Linked DNA regions of Sus scrofa: region 2 is linked to region 1. Evidence: chromatin contacts called from public HiChIP or PLAC-seq data. All regions are on one chromosome and are shown on one strand. The core of a region is the stretch at or near the end of the contact, and the rest is flanking DNA. Distances in the headings are between cores, read along the strand shown.

The links. HiChIP or PLAC-seq counts read pairs in DNA pulled down with a chosen protein or histone mark.
Region 2: an H3K27ac HiChIP or PLAC-seq map of alveolar macrophages shows a contact between it and region 1. The contact joins the promoter of GABPB2 here to the promoter of PI4KB in region 1. A contact is called at or near these places in 1 of 5 promoter capture datasets (liver), 1 of 47 Hi-C or Micro-C datasets (heart right ventricle) and 1 of 2 datasets of contacts at active chromatin or transcription factors (alveolar macrophages).

Annotation. Positions count from the first base shown.
Region 1 is chr4:97,915,258-97,920,120 of Sscrofa11.1, reverse strand. It overlaps PI4KB (phosphatidylinositol 4-kinase beta), which reads right to left and starts at 1,886. Exons shown (of 11, transcript XR_002343442.1): 1 at 1,480-1,886.
Region 2 is chr4:98,161,323-98,166,185 of Sscrofa11.1, reverse strand. GABPB2 (GA-binding protein subunit beta-2) reads left to right here and starts at 2,231. Exons shown (of 9, transcript XM_005663482.3): 1 at 2,231-2,578. It overlaps MLLT11 (myeloid/lymphoid or mixed-lineage leukemia; translocated to, 11), which reads left to right. Exons shown (of 2, transcript NM_001244607.1): 2 at 1-196.

The DNA.
Region 1 (4,863 bases), core at 637-3,136:
TCTCAGAACTAAATCAATATTAATAATTACCGTGTGTCTGAATAATCCAGAATGTTTTGTAAAAAAATACTTAAGTCTAATTTTTCTCCCAACTCACATCCTATTAGCCTGTTTCTGCACTGATGCCTACGGAATGACCCGTTTTCCCAATAAAGGGCACTCTAAAGGTCAAGTGAGGAAGTCACATGTGAACCCAGGAGTCCTAATTCTGATGTATAAGCTCTTTCCATTGTCTCATGTTCCTTTTCCCAGTTGCCACCCTCCTCAACCCCACTCCAGGCCTAAGGTCTTATGGAATCAACCAAAACCATTTTAGTAAAGCAACAGACTGTGAACTGATTCCTCTTAGGAGAGATCTATTCTGTGATCCCTTTAAGACGAGCCTAAAAGTAAATAATCTAATACAAAATTTCTCACAATCTCCTTCAGCGTCCATGCAGGCCTGTTCATCCCTCCCACAAAAATGTAATCTGATAGGAACTTCAAACTTGCTCCATCCTTCTGTCCGAGAAAAGCCTGAGACAGCTGAGGTTCTCCCTCCTCCCAACACATTTTCTTCTTAGTTCAAGGTTAAGCTGATCCTGCAATCAGTGGTATGCAAAGGTAAAGAGTATGACAGAGGACACATAAAGACCACAGGGAAAGCAGAATCAAGTGTCACAAGGATCAGCAAAACCCTTGAAACTCAAGAGAGGTGTCAAACTTATAAATCCTCAATGGGAAGGGGCACTGTCAGATCTTTCTTCTACAGGAATAAACCTCCGAGGTTGGGGTATTGAGTAAGGGGAGAGGGAAGCTAAAGAAAGTTACAGGAATCATAAAGCGCTCCAGAGAAGAGTAAGGATTAAGGTCAAAGTAGAATGTAAATGGTGCTTTGGGAATGATGATGAGCGCCTGAGATCCCTTAAGGAAAAGGGAAGAGACAAATCTTGGAAGCCAGGAACTGGGTGGGTGGGTGGCAATGAGGTAATGGAATAAGAAGTAGCAGAAGAAGAGAGGGCTACAATCTTTAGCTCAGGGAAACGGGAACCCAGCGCCTGGGTTGCAGGGACATCGGAGTAAAGGGGCAAAACGGGAAAAGGGCTAAAGGCGGAGCCCATAAGAAAGATTCGGGGCTGGAGGACAGACAACGAGGAAAGACAAGCAAGGATGGACGATATAAAAGGCATCGTGATGTGGGAAGGGCTGACGACTTAAGAGAAAATAATTCGGGACGGAGGCGACAGGGATAAGAGTGAGGGAGGGGGGAATCCCCGGGGCAGAGGGAGGAGCTAAACAGAAGAGGAAGCCAAAAAGCAGAGGAGGACCCCAGGCTTGGGAAAAAAAGGTGGAAAAGGAACCTGGGTGCAGCAGCCATCAGCAGGGCAGTTTTGTGGCCGAACCGAGGTGTGGGGGCGGGGGAGGCTGTGCGGGACAGGGTGGGAGAGAGACCCTTCCACACACAGGGCAAGGGGCACTCACGGGGTAGGAGTCGCTTACCTCCGGGGGACCCCCGCGGAGGGGGTGCGGGCGGTCGGGGTCGGACTGCCGACACCGCCGCCTCAGCAGCAGCGTCCGCTCCCGGGTTCCATTGGCCGCCTGCGCTTCCCTGACAGCGGCCGCGGCGGCTGCACCAGGCCCCGGCTGCCGGGCTGCCCTCGGCGCCGCCTGAGGGGGCCTTCGCAATGCCTTGCGTTCGACCGGGCCTCACAACCTTTTTTTCCTCCTTCGCACAACCAAGACCAAAGAAAAAAATCCCAGCAGATCTTGCTTCTTCTTCTGAGTTCAGGCCCTTCTTGGGCTATGCTTTCCTGCTTCTCTGAGGCTCAGGACCCTACCGAACCCATAGTAATCTAAGGTGTCGAGTGAGCTGTCTGGAACACGCCTGTTCAGAAATAGAGAAGGGGGCGGGGAAGAGATATTTGGAAGCTGGGGAGGGAGGAGCGGCCGTAGGGAGGAGCTTATGGGCGGGAGGAGGGGCCAGTCTTTGGGAGGCGGACCTGAGATGCAGCTTCTGCGAAGCTAAGGAAGCCGAAAGGGAAGTAAAATTTGCAGGATAAGGGGCAGAGGCTCCCGGCCTAGAGCAGGAGGAGGGTCGGCGTGCGTGGATACGGTCTTAGAGAAGTACATACTTCTGTGAGCACACTCCAGTAAGCACAGGAACATGCAAATTATATGTAAATGACCCCATTCAAGTCAGCAACCAAGTTACCGTAATTGCAATCAGTGCCTCTCTCCCCTCCACTATTTCACACAACTCCCTTAGTAAATCAGGTCGGGAGATGGACGCTTGGGGTCCAGCTGGATAGCAGAAAGAAAAAGGGCCGGCGGGGAATATAGTCACCCTCACTATCCTTTTCCTACTCATCTTAAGGACGACGTTAAGATTACGCCCCTTATTACTTGAGAAATGGCGCGGTCCAACCGCGTCAATCTTTCGCCGTTAGGGGCGCGACTCGAGGCCACGGTTCTGCCCTCGAGGTCACCACCTACCTGCCTGGGCAGCCTTTGGCCTCAGGAGGCCTCCGGCTTGCGGACCTCGATCCATCCAGGAGGGGCTGGACAAGCCCAGGTTGGGAGAGGTGAGTGAAGTGACAATAGCTTGGAGGGCATCATCACTGCTTTCAAAACCAAACCGTAGAAAACTAAACAAATAAGCAAAAATGCGCCCCGCTAATGGCCTTCTGGTGTTAATTTTGTGTGTTTGTCAGTTAGCCTATTGAGTGAGAGCCTTTACTGTCAGAATCTCTATCCCAACCCTCATTGGGCCTTATTTAATACTCTACATTAAGGCTAGTTGTTTGAGCCCAGATCCTGGATACCAGCTTCTCTGCCACTTAAGGGCTGTTTGATTAGGAATGACTTTTTTAACCTCTGTGAATTTCCGTTTCTATGTCTGCGGAGTGGACCCAGGAATATTAAGACTTTACAGGCTTTTGTGAGGATTAAAAGAAAGTACAGATTATTACTATCCATATTACTATTTTGGGGACAATAATATAGATGATAGATGATGAGAGAAAAGAGGGTCACTGCTTCAGTGTTTGGAAGGCAGAATAAAGAGTAACAGCCTGAAAATACCTATGTAAAACGTGCAGTATGTACAAAAGTAGAATAAATGGGGTAACTGATTGCTGAAAGAACATGTGGTTAATTAACATAGAAGGCCACTCAGTAGACGATGAATGAATGGAAGGCTTCTCAAAAATATCGTGAGATACTGGAAATGACCCAGCTGAGCAAAAAAGAGGAGAGAGCATTCTGAAGGGAATTTGCTTATATCATGAGAGAGCAAGCTGATAAGCTAGGTTAAAGCAGGAGTAATGAAAGATGACCAGAGAAAGAGGCCAAGAGTGCCAAAGATAGTTTAAATTTGTCACCACTGGTCCAGAGTGGGGAATCACCAGTCCATCTGTCAGCCCCAGCAGCCTTGGCCAGCTCCCAATCAGCTGCCAGGCAAGCATAGAGAGGTGATGACCCTGATTCATCCCCTCAAAGGATAGGAATCTTGAAAGCTATAAGAGGAGCCTTTCGAGAAACACTGTAAAAAGTAGTTCCCATTGTGGCACAGCAGATACGAATCCGACTAGTATCCATGAGGATGTGGCTATGCTCAGTGGATCTGGGATCTATAATCTATCGTTGCTGTGGCTGTGGTGTAGGCTGGCAGCTGTAGCTCTGATTCGCCCTCTAGCCTGGGAACCTCCATATGCCGTGGGTGTGACCCTTAAAAGTAAAAGAAAAAAAAAAAAAAAGGAAAAAGAGGTGTGACAGCCTTATTTTTTAATAGTAGGGAGTTTTTTATTTTCCAGTAACAAAACCTGCACAAGATTCCAGGAGCATCTCTGTTCAAACTTTAAGTAGGAACTTTCTGTAGCTATAGCAGTTCTAACTCCTTTATTAACCAAGTGAGACCCCCCTATCCCCCCCCACACACATACAGAATATTATTTTTTTTGCCCACACATGAGGCATGTGGAAATTCCCGGCAGGGACTGAACCCGAGTCACAGCAGTGGACCCAAGCTGCAAGAGTGAAAGCAGATTTTTTTTTTTTTTTTTTTTTTGTCTTTTTGTCTTTTAGGGCCATACCAGTGGAATATGGAGGTTCCCAGGCTAGGGGTCGAATTGGAGCTGTAGCCAATGTCCTACGCCAGAGCCACTGAAAGCAGGTTCTTAACCAGCTGGCCCACAAGGGAACACCCTCGATATTCTTAAGTAGATTTTGTTTCAAGTTTTCTGTATTTACAACTCTCATTGCTCTCATGTGTAAATTTCTTTGCGTCTCTTTATGACTTTTGTCTTTCCACCTTCTTTTGGAGTTTTCTTTGGTTCCCTCTCTTTCTGGGTCTCCAGCCCCCTCTAGTCTGAGCTCCTCAAGGCAGGAAAGGATTTGTATTCTAGCTATATCCTTCGTTTTTACCACAGGAAAAAATGTTTATATTTGTTGATATAGCAACAGATTGAATGCAAAAGCAGATATGAGAATCCAGTCAGGCATTAAAGAGCAAAAATGCAGAGCAGTGCCAATTGTCTGATTTTTATTATCATTGTTGTTTTGGGAAAATAGTTATTTTTCATAAATGAATTCATAAAATAAAAAAAATTTGCAAATACGTATTTTACCTAAATTATTTTTCTCCCCCTTCCTATTTGCTTTGCTTTTCTCCTCAGTCTCCTTACTTGTCAAATTATAAAAGAGAATCCTGTTCTGTTTGTTCTCACATTCAATTTAAAACCACAACATTTATAATTTTCTCTAAAGTGCTTCACCACACAAACTATATTTTAGATTCACTTGTGATAGAAAAAATACCCTTTACCTCTATCTTAGGTCCCAGGGAGCCACTACAGGTATAGATGGTTTACTTGGATGACTCATGAC
Region 2 (4,863 bases), core at 982-3,481, 250 kb before region 1:
TTTAGTTTTGCTCTCTGGCATTTGCAGTGTAGAATAGTGATCAATGGGCCTCAGGCATAGTTCTTCAGCCACCTTGAGACCAATAAAATGAACAATCACACTCTGACCCTACACCTTGTTCCCACTCCTTCCAAAATTACTTCTGGTGATTTGTGTTGCCATTTAATCACTTCTTTAATAAAGACATTCAATCCCAGGACTGGACTCTTAGTTCTCTCTCCACAAGGGAAGCAGTACAGAGCGCCCACGTTCAGCTTATACATAATATCTAATATTAACTTTGAGGAAGAAGGATTTGAGTAGCCTTTATACATTAAAATGATGAACTTTATGTTGAACAGATAGGTGACAAGAAAAAGGGTGAAATCAACTTAAAATTATTATTATTTTTCTTAAGACCACACCAGCAGCATAAGGAAGTTTTCAGGCTGGGGGTCGAATTGGAGCTGCCGGCCTATACCACAGCCACAGAAACACTGGATCCAAGCCACATCCTCCACAACGCTGCAGCTCAGAACAATGGATCTTTAGCCCACTGAGCTAGGCCAGGGATTGAACCCACATCCTCATGAATACTAGTCCCCTGCTGAGCCACAGGGCAACTCCAACTCAAAATTATTTAAAGTGTTTTGGGAGAAAGCTGTAACCAGCCACTCTTGTGCTTGCCCAATAACGAAGTATTTGAGGTAATAATGCTAGATGCCTCAGGAGGTACCTGTGGCATTAAGTCTGCCGTTCATCATCTCAGCCTAGGTGCCTACAAAAAGAAACAAATTAACCCAAATATGTTATATGCTTATTTATAACTTGCCTCATTTAAAAAATAAACAATTTGGGGGAGTTCCCGTCGTGGCGCAGTGGTTAACGAATCCGACCAGGAACCATGAGGTTGCGGGTTCGGTCCCTGCCCTTGCTCAGTGGGTTAACGATCCGGCGGCGTTGCCGTGAGCTGTGGTGTAGGTTGCAGACGCGGCTCGGATCCCGCGTTGCTGTGGCTCTGGCGTAGGCCGGTGGCTACAGCTCCGATTCAACCCCTAGCCTGGGAACCTCCATATGCCGCAGGAGCGGCCCAAGAAATAGAAAAAAATAAATTAAAAAAAATAAAAAATAAAAAATGATAAAAAATAAACAATTTGTACTGATTTACAAATAGCTAATGGGTACCTACTATATGAGGCACTGAGCCAGACAACCTAAGGATGTAAACATGAATGAGATAAGATTTTGACCTTCAAATAAAAAGGGAAGCCGTAAATACCAGTTGGGACATTATGCCCTAAGTCCTTTAAAGAACAAGAGGAGGGAGTTCCCGTCGTGGCGCAGTGGTTAACGGATCCGACTAGGTACCATGAGGTTGCGGGTTCGGTCCCTGCTCTTGCTCAGTGGGTAGACGATCCGGCGTTGCTGTGAGCTTGTGGTGTAGGTTGCAGACGCGGCTCGGGTCCCGCGTTGCTGTGGCTCTGGCGTAGGCCGGTGGCTGCAGCTCCGATTCAACCCCTAGCCTGGGAACCTCCATATGCCGCGGGAGCGGCCCAAGAAATAGCAAAAAAAAAAAAAAAAAAAAAAAAAACCAAAAAAACAAGAGGATCTAGAGAAATCCAGAAAAGAGGGGAACCATGTAAATCTTCCCCATAGGGTTTGAAAGGCCCATCATCAACGACAAAAGCCAAAATCGAATACAAAATGGAGCAGTGATCTGTCCTTTTCTATGTCTACCTATTTTTGAAGGTCTTCTTTCCCAACTTGTCGCTGTCCTTCAGCTTACGGCGAAAGGTGGGTGCAGACAGGAATCAACTGTTTGGTAAACAAAGTGGCTAACTGGATTTGCAAACTCCCGTTCCATCCCCTTTCAGCACCTCCAACCCCCTCAAACAAGACTCCGATATCTGTTTCATTGAGTTGACAGCTCGGCTCTAGGCTCTTTACCTCTAGGCTGTAATTAGAAATGTGTCCGTCGGGCACCAGAGCTCAATTCACGCACAAATCCAGGCAACGTCCCAAACATCTTCGCCCGAGGTTGAGACAGAGAAACAGTTTCCTCTTCAACCTTAAACTGGCCCCTAAACTGGTTGCTTCTAGCTAAATGCAAACCCAAGGCAGAGATCAGTTTCTCTCAGTGGTTCGCCGGGATTCTTGGCGCCAAAACAAACCATCAGGTCCGTCCCCTACCGGAACTATATGACACGTAAGACGCGTAATCGACAATCCTCCGCCTCGCTAAATAGTCCCGTCTGAGATAACATAGATACGCACTACTTCACCTCAAAAGACTTTCGGAGAATAGAAAATGAGCCTCAGGGGTGCATCACCCTTCTGTTCGAGTGCAAATGTGGATTTTCTAACCACATTCTCTTCACAGATTCTTCCGCCAGAAATTATATTCGCCGTCTTCACTTCCGGGTCCGCCATTTTGCAGCCTCCATTTCTCCACGAGGGGGGGTTAAAGGCCCCCAAAATATGTATATATGAAAAGGCCAAAAAGTAACCATCATTGACAGGGAGCTTTAACTAGAGAAGGAAACAGGACCAAACTGGCGGGCTCGGCGAAAGCACAGCCGGCAGCGTCCCGGACGAGGAGGTAAGGAGGGAGGAGAGATGTCTGGGCTCTGGGGGGCGTCAGGGCTGGAAGGAAGACTGCCTTGAGAAGTTGCACCGCCTCCTAGCCCAGCCCCGGACCTCTGGGTGCAGACAGAGCGGCGCCCCTTCACTGGAACGGGGTTAGCTGGGGGAAGGGGACGAAGAGGAAGGGGATGCTGCCGGGAGGAAGGGGAGGGGACTAGGAGGAGGTGAAGAAGGGGGTGGGTGTAAGACCTGGGGCTGGGGAGCCGGACCGAGGGAAGGCAAGGCCACAGAGGTGACCACTAGGGGGCAGCGCGGAGCCCGATCCGGGGGTGGCCCTCTAGGCTGAGACCTTGGCTCCCTGCCACAAGTTGACTCTTCCAGAAAGACTGAACATTGCTGAGGCGCTGGGGGAGTTGTGATAGATGAGAAAACGGAGATTCTAATTCTCTGACCCGAGTGTTAGCCTTAAGATTATTAGTGAGCTCAGTAAACTGAGAAATAGCAGCAAGGGCCCCGCCTCCAGTTCTTGCAGGGTTGTTTGTACAGCTGGCGGCCCAGTGGGGACGTGTGCAATAGAAAAAGGAAAAAAGGTTGGCAAATCATGAGTTCTTCGATTTCATTTCTCCTTGCCATTAGCTTTCTCCTATTCTCACAGATTTTTTTTCCTTATTTTTTAGTTTATTGAAGTCTTGTTGCTTATAATATTGTGATAATCTCATAGATTTCCTTGAGTGAGCAGACATCATCCCATTCCTCTCCCTCTTACCAGAAGGACTTTTCTCTCTCAACTCTTTTTGTTTTTAATTTTTAAAATCAAAATGTCATGCGGAAGTTCCCTGGCCAGGGATCGAAGCCACACCACAGCAATGACCCAAGCTGCTGCAGTGACAACGGGGGATCCTTAACCCTCTGTGCCAGAAATATATTCTTTTTCGTGTTATTTTCCGTTATGGTTTATCAGAGGAAATTGATTACAGTTCCCTGTGCTACAGGGTAGGATCCTGCTATTTATCCATTCTGTATATATTAGTCTGCATCTGCTAATCCCAAACTCTCAGTCCTTCTCTCTCCCATCCCTTAGCCCCCTTGGAATCCGCAATTCTGTTCTCTATGTCTGTGAGTCTGTTTTTGTTTTATAAATACGTTTTTTGCTTTTTGGGTTCCCCCCACCCCCTAGCACTCATGGCATGCAATAGTTCCCCAGCTAGGGATCAAACCTGCACTGGCCTGTGCCAAAGCTGCAGCAACACCAGATACTTAAGCTACTGCATCACCAGGGAACTTCTGTAGTTCCTGTTGATTTGTGTCGTATTTTAGATTCTACATACTTGGTAGCATATGGTACTTGTCTTTATCTTTCTGACTTAATTCACCAAGTATGATGATCTCCATCCATTTTGCTGCAAATGGCATTATTTCTGCAAATGGCATCTTTTGGATGACTGAGTAATATTCCATTGTGTGTGTGTGTGCGCTACATTGTTATCCATTCATTTGTTGACGGACATTTAGTTTGTTTCCATGTCTTGGGTTTTGGAAATAGTGCTGCTGTGAACATGCTGGTGCAAACATCTTTTCAAAATTTTTTTTCTTTGGCCACATCTGCAGCTTATGGAAGTTCCTGGGCCAGGGATTGAATCTGAGCTGCAGCTGTGACCTATGCCAAAGTTGCAGCAACACTGGATCCATAACCCACTGCACCACAGCAGGAACTCTCTATCTTTCTGAATTATGGTTTTTTCTGGGTATATGCCCAGGAGTGAGATTGCTGGATCATATAGCAACTCTATTAGTTTTTTTTAGAAATCTCCATACTCTTTTTCGTAGTGGCTGCACCAGTTTACACTCTCACTAAGTGTGTAAGAGAGCCTGATTTTCTCCACATCCTCTCCAGCATTTATTTGTAGACTTTTCATCTCTTTTTAAAAACATCTATGGAGGGAGTTCCCGTCGTGGCTCAGTTGTTAGCGAACCCAACTAGCATCCATGAGGATGTGGGTTCGATCCCTGGCCTCCATCAGGATCTGGCATTGCCGAGAGCTGTGGTGTAGACTGCAAACACAGCTTGGATCTGGCATTGCTGTGGCTGTGGTGTAGGCCGGTGGCTACGGCTCCGATTAGACCCTTAGCCTGGGAATCTCCATATGCTGCAGGAGCAGCCCTAGAAAAGGCAAAAAGACAAAACAAACAAAAAAAGAATGGAAGTACTTTCTGATAATAGAGTACTTTGTGGTCAAGAGCTCAAGCACTCCATCAATTATTAAAACATGTTATTGAAAATTCTTGGGTGCTGGTTTGGGA